2 separate regions of the Pan troglodytes genome follow, and region 2 is linked to region 1. The links are chromatin contacts, called in public Hi-C maps. All regions are on one chromosome and are shown on one strand. Each heading gives the region's core, a stretch centred on a gene start, on an enhancer-like site or on the middle of the called end of the contact. The rest is flanking DNA. Distances are from core to core; before and after follow the strand shown.

Region 1 (2,952 bases), core at 336-2,835:
CTGATTTTTGTATTTTTTGTAGATATGGGGTTTTGCCACGTTGCCCAGGATGGTCTCAAACTCTTGGGCTCAAGCAATCCACCCACCTTGGCCTCCCAATGTGTTGGGATTAGGGGCATGAGCCACTGCACCCGGCCCTTGTAGTCTTGATGGGTTAATTTTTTTTTAAGAATATTCCTTTAATATCATTGTCAGAGCAGGCTATAAAGGAAGTAGGTGGGCATTCAAACTGTCCCCTTTGCACTAGAAGCCCATGTCCCTGTCCTCCTGTCTCCCTTATGATGCTTTACTTTCAATCTTTGCTGTTTGTTGCCACGTGACATACTTGCTTGTTCTTTAAGATCATCTCCAGTGGAACATCAAGTCCACGAGAGCAGGGACTCTGTTTCGTATACTGTGTGTGCAGTGCCTAAGATAACACCCGACACTGATTAGACCTCACAGTACAGTCTGTAGAACAGAATATATTATGGCCAGGCACCGTAGCTCACGCCTGTAATCCCAGCACTTTGAGAGGCCGAGGCAGGTGGATCACTTGAGGTCAGGAGTTTGAGACCAGCCTGGCCAGGATGGTAAAGATGGAGAGTCAAGACTGCCTCACTACACTCCAGCCTGGGTGACAGAGCAAGATTCCATCTCAAAAAAAAAAAAAAAAAAAAATCTGAAAGGACACACTCTGAGATGTTAAGAGAGATCAATCCTGGATGATGGAGTTATATATATTTACATATCACTTGTGTAACAAATATGTTAAAAGGAAGCTACCCCTTAAAACTGAGCCCCAGAGATGTTGAGTAATTTGCCCAAGGACACACAGCTATTAATAGTGGCAGAGATGAGATATGAACCCAGGCAGTCTGGTTCCTCTATGCAATACTCCCGTATCCCAAAGGCCCAACCTCTTTCGGGCCGTTCCTAAGATACCTGTGGTGGGGCCATGTTTTCCAAAAGCAGCCCTATCAGATAGGAGAAACATGACTAGTTCCAATTCTTCCTAGAGACACGTAAACAGCTGTCAGCGAAACCAGAGGGCAAAATGAGGTGCCAGAGCAAGTGAGGTCCAGACGGGGGGTGTGGTCAGACATGCAGAGATGACACTGCTCATGCTCTGCTTGTGCCCTCCACGATGCTTCCTGGGGAGCTCAGGGAAGGAGAGTCCACTCCCCTGAGCTCTGGAGAGCCGTGTGAGGACAGCCTTACCAGGGGATACTGTGGCCAAATGCTGCGGGACAGCAGGTTCTGGGGGGAGCACAAAGAGACGGAAGAGGACCTTGTTTCCAGACTGGCTTACAACTAGAAACAATAGCTGTTTTGGCCTACATTTGTGGTACCATCCTGTCCCCTACCACCTCCCCTACCAAGCATAGCAGTGTTAGATTATGGGGTGGGAGGCATGAAGGGGGAAGTCCCAGAAGAGGGGCCTGGTGGAGTTCAGGGCAGCAGCTCTTCATCTACAGGATGTTCTAGCGGCGAGAATGATGATAGTGATGCCTCCAGCTGAAAAGCGCCCCTCTAGGCATATGTTCCTTCTCTCTGCAGCTCAGATGAGCAGGCTGATGTGCCCCGGACTAACACAGCTCTGACTTGTCCATCAAGACCCTGAGGATCTGCTGCAAGCCCTTCCCTAATAAATAAAGCCACCCTTTGTCCCCCATCTAGACACAAAAGCCCAACTGCTCTCAGAGGTGGGAGGCAGGGCTATCTAGAGGAAAGTTAAGAGCAGCTGCCTCTCTGCTCCCTGCCAAAGCTAGCTTAGCCAAATCCCCAGGAAAATGCTGCTGCACATGAAACATGAAAACACAAACCACAGACAGTCTGCTCTCCTTCCCATACACATGTTCAAACAAGACTGCTTTCCAGCCGTTGCTGATGGCTTCTACAGGATGAGCTCATCTCTATGGCTCAGTCTGTGGCTTTTGCTTCCCCTTTGCTCGGAGGAGCCAGCTTAACTTATTTAACCCAGATGTGCAGGCCCAGGAGCACTGAGAAGAAGCAACAGCAATGCATGATCTGAGTCGAAGCCCACCCGCCATCTCCTCTCCACAAGAGCCAGGCAGAGGCAGCCAGGGACGGGTCAGATAACTGGACTCCGTGAGGCATGCCAGAGAAAGCCTGAAAGAACGAGAGGTTGGTGGGAGGCTCTCCTGGATCTGCCTTCTCTTTCCTCCTCTGTGGGATGTCCCCTGGCTAGGCGACACTCTCCTCAGCCCTGGCTGCATGGTAACGGGGAGACCAGGCCAGAGGGTGGAGGGAAGGCTGGCTGCCGTGGATCTTAAGTCATCCTCTGGTCCCAGGCCAAGCAAGGCAGGGTGTTCTCTGTCCTACATTACAGAAATACTGAAAGTGCTCAAGTGAAGCCCGAAGAGACCTCCACGTCAAGGATAAACACGGCTGAAGGGTGTGGTCAGGATCCTACTGGAAACTTCAACCACTCCACAGCAAGCCTCTAACCACTAATTACCTGTCTCTAGGAAAGCACAGAGCTGCTATTAGAGACAGAGGAGAGGCAGACGCTGACTTTAGCAAGACCCTGGATCTGACAGGCTTCTTGTACAAACCCTCAGCTCCTTCCCTCCCTCTCGCTAGTCCTCTGAAGTCCAGAAAGCAGAGGGGGTAGGGAGGCAACAGCACCTGATGGCAAAACTCCAGGGTCTCCTGGCCCACAAGCAAATTTGGTAACTCCAAATGCAGCCCTGGGGTGGCAGGAGAGGCCCTCAGTTACAACGGATAGAGAGTGCGAAACGCGACTTCAGGATGGCTGTGGGGCTAATGGCACTCTGCAAAGCTCCGCGTGAACAGGAAGAGCAAGAGCTAATGTGCAGTGTGTCAGGGAGCTATAAAGTGACAGGCTTGGCCTTAGAGCCGCGAGCCCCCCCACTTCTCCACACACAGAAAGAAACTATGCTGGGGTTGAGCAGACCAGACCACAATAAAAGCTGTAGGCTGAACACT
Region 2 (3,179 bases), core at 82-2,581, 160 kb before region 1:
GGAGAATCGCTTGAACCCAGGAGGCAGAGGTTGCAGTGAGCCGAGATCATGCCATTGCACTCCGGCCTGGGCAACAAGAGTGAAACTCTGTCTCAAAAAAGATAAATAAATAAAAAATGGAAAGGGGCAATTGGGGAAGAGCGATTTACTCCAACAAATGCAGGTGGCTCTTATCCACAAGGAGGAATTGAGGTAAGAAGTGATGAAAAGCAAGGCCGAAGAGTCAGCAGTGGCCAAGAAGTTCAGACTATTTAGATGGCAATGAGGGACTTTCAGAGGATTTGAAACAGAGGAATGCTAGACATTCAGCACATGGTGGGTGAATTACTGGTTGACTGGATAGGTGAATATTCAGACTTCTGTAACAGTCACTCTGGAAAAGCACAGAGGACTAGGAGGTGGAGGGGAGAAGCACTATTGTAATCCAAGCACAAAAGGATGATGGCTGAGCCAGGAAGCCTGTGGGAATGGAAAGAGACAAATCTGAGCGATACTTCAGAGGGTTAACCAGGCTAGTTGGCAAGGCAGGGTGACTGAGAGTGGAATCCAGAAAGACCCCCAGATTTCTGACTTGGTCCCCAAACAGTGGGGCCATTCTCCAAAATACAGAATATGGGGATGGATGGGTGTCTGGGAGAGGTGCTGAGTGTGGTGTCACACCTGCTGAGCTTCGAAGGCCCATGGACAGTTGGGTCATGACTCTGGAGCTCAAGAGAGAGGTCTGGCCTGAGATGCTTCTTTGGAATTTATCAGCTTAAAGATGTGAGTTGAGTTCACAGAAAAGTGAAGGTTTTCCATTAGATAGTGTGTCAAATGAGATATGGCCAGCAAGAGCTAACTAGGGAAGACCAGCATTTAAGGAATGGGAAGAAAACAAAAAGTAACAACCAGAGAGGAAGGAGAAAAGCCAGGAGGGAATCCCGGAGGCCAATTTAGGATGTATCTATTCCCTGCCCAGTGTTACTTTCCTTCTAGTACTTATCAACACCTAACCTTATATTATGTATGTATTTGTGTATTCATTTATTGTCTGTCTCTCCCACTAGAAGGTAAACTCCACTAGGGCAGAAACTTCTTGTCCCTAGTGTTTAGAAAGGGCCTGGCGTATAGTAGGTGCTCAATACGAATTTCTCCAAACATTGTTCGGCTACCACTGGGAAGCTGACTCTTAAAACCAGGTCAGCTCCCTCTTGTCTCTACATCCTGCAGTTCTCCATTGTGGCCATTAGGTGGCGCATCTGTATAAGTGAGGAAACCGGAGGCTGGGATTACACGCGGCCCAGAACCTGAGAACCGGGCAAAACCACAAAAGGCAGCAAGGAGCTGGGCGGACTACAAACAACATTCGTCCGTTCCCTTAGCAGACATCGCCAAAGCACCAACTGCGAGCCAGGCTCATGCTTCCTGGGGCCCTCTGAAATTCAGATTGCGGGGAGGGAAGGGAGGAGAGTACCTGCCAGGTCTGAATGCCCCCTGGGACAGGCAGAGAGCCTGCTTCGCAGAGCTGTAGGGCCAGGACAAAGGCAGGGGTTAATGGAAGGGCTGCTGCAGCTGCAAGGATAGTCTGGGAGCTGCTCTAACTCCAACAGAACATGTTGTAGGGTCAAAATCTCGAGTCTAAATTCCAACTTCACCACTTATGGCTGTGTGGTCTTTGCCAAGTAATTTGCCCTCTCTGAGTCTCAGCTTCTTAACCTATAAAATGAAGACCCTAATAGTCCCTGCCTCAAAAGATATTGAGAATAAAATGAGAGGACCTTGGCTCAGCACTTTTCACACAGCCACAAACCTAAATATTATTCCTAAAAATTAGACATAATAACCTACATTTGTATAGCCTTTTACAATGTTCTCTGTGTATCTTTCATATTGTAAGGTAATCCTCATGATAACCCTGCAAGATAGGTATTTTTATTATCTCACTTCCCAGATAAGAGGATTAAGGTTGTCGGATTATATATCTTGTCCACTATCATATGGCTCACAAAGTGATCGACTCAAGTCAAGTTCTGCTCAGCAAATGCATATGCCACCCTGTGCCCTGTGCAGCAGGCAGGCACTCTGCTGGGAGATGGGGATCCAGATGGAGATCACGGTTCAGGGAAGAGACACACACAGAGAGATTTCCATAGGATGCGGTAGCTAGTGAGTCGGGGGATGCCCAGGATGCTGTGGGATCATAGACAGAAGCCCTATACACTTGGCCCAACTGGCAGATTCTAGAAAGGCCGCTCAGAGAGGGTGCCCTCTGAACTAAGTCTCAAAGGGTGTGTAAGAGTGACCCAGGAGAAGACCAGTGGTCCAGGAGAACGCCAGCATTCCAAGCTAAAGAAACGGCATACACAAAGGAAGCTGTTCTGAAACAAGATCGTGTAACTCCAAAGCTAGTAAGCAGGGAGCAGTCTGCCCCTTTCTCTGGCTGGGCCCGGGGGAGCGAAGGGAGCAGGAAGCCTGTGAAGGGATCAAGGGTCCCCACACGTGCTCTTTGTCCAGCGAGCCTTCCCTTCATAGCACTTGTCAGTTTGTCATGATTTCTACCTCGGAACCCTTAGAGCAGCACTCCTCCAGCTTGAAAATGTATGTGAATTGTCTGGGGTCTTATCAAAGGCAGATTCTGACTTAGGAGGTCTGAGGTGGAGCACAAGAGTCTGCTTTTCTAACAAGCTCCCAGGAGGTGCCAAGGCTGCACACATGTCCATCTTGGGCACTGGCCTGGAGTGGCAAGGGCCTCCCCATCAGCTCTAAGATGGCAGGCCGTGTATGGCTTCACTCAGCTATCATAGCCTCAGCTTGTGACATGGAGGAGGCTGGTGAGAGAAAGGTTGGGAGGGAAGGAGGCAGGAGGGCAGGACAAATGGCAGGCTGACTGCAGGGCTGCAGCGGGGAACCTGGGGATGGAGAAGATGCTGAAGGTGTGGGAGATGCACCCCGAGGCTTCGGCATCCTCCCTCCACGGTAGTCAGTGCTGGAGCTCCTAGCACCGACTCTCCCAGAGCCCCTGGGTCTGCGGCAGAACAAAATCAAAGAACCCACGAACGTCCTTCTCCCCACTCAGCCAAGTGTCTCTGATCTGTCACCATGCTCGGCCTGCCGCCCTCTCCCATCCTGTGTTCCAGACAAATCAGAGGACAGCAGCCACGGAGAAACAGGCTGAGAACCAGCTCCCAGCACCAAGCCCC

Evidence for each region. A called contact is a pair of places that touch in the nucleus more often than the background predicts.
Region 2: a contact with region 1 is called in a Hi-C map of stem cell-derived neural progenitor cells, with 3 times the contacts expected there. The contact joins two enhancer-like sites. A contact is called at or near these places in 4 of 7 Hi-C or Micro-C datasets (blood, induced pluripotent stem cells and stem cell-derived neural progenitor cells) and 1 of 1 datasets of contacts at active chromatin or transcription factors (stem cell-derived excitatory neurons).

What each region holds. Positions count from the first base shown.
Region 1 is chr9:128,254,649-128,257,600 of NHGRI_mPanTro3-v2.0_pri, reverse strand. The region is part of intron 2 of DCPS (decapping enzyme, scavenger); the gene reads right to left. Among named protein-coding and RNA genes, the nearest start is that of DCPS, 15 kb to the right of the region's middle. Within about 2 kb of position 1,585, at least 13 of the 24 cell types and tissues checked have an H3K27ac peak or open chromatin away from gene starts, as enhancers often do. A contact at or near this core is called in stem cell-derived neural progenitor cells, where this site is marked.
Region 2 is chr9:128,413,628-128,416,806 of NHGRI_mPanTro3-v2.0_pri, reverse strand. The region is part of intron 5 of KIRREL3 (kirre like nephrin family adhesion molecule 3); the gene reads left to right. Among named protein-coding and RNA genes, the nearest start is that of ST3GAL4, 74 kb to the right of the region's middle. Within about 2 kb of position 1,331, at least 7 of the 24 cell types and tissues checked have an H3K27ac peak or open chromatin away from gene starts, as enhancers often do. A contact at or near this core is called in stem cell-derived neural progenitor cells, where this site is marked.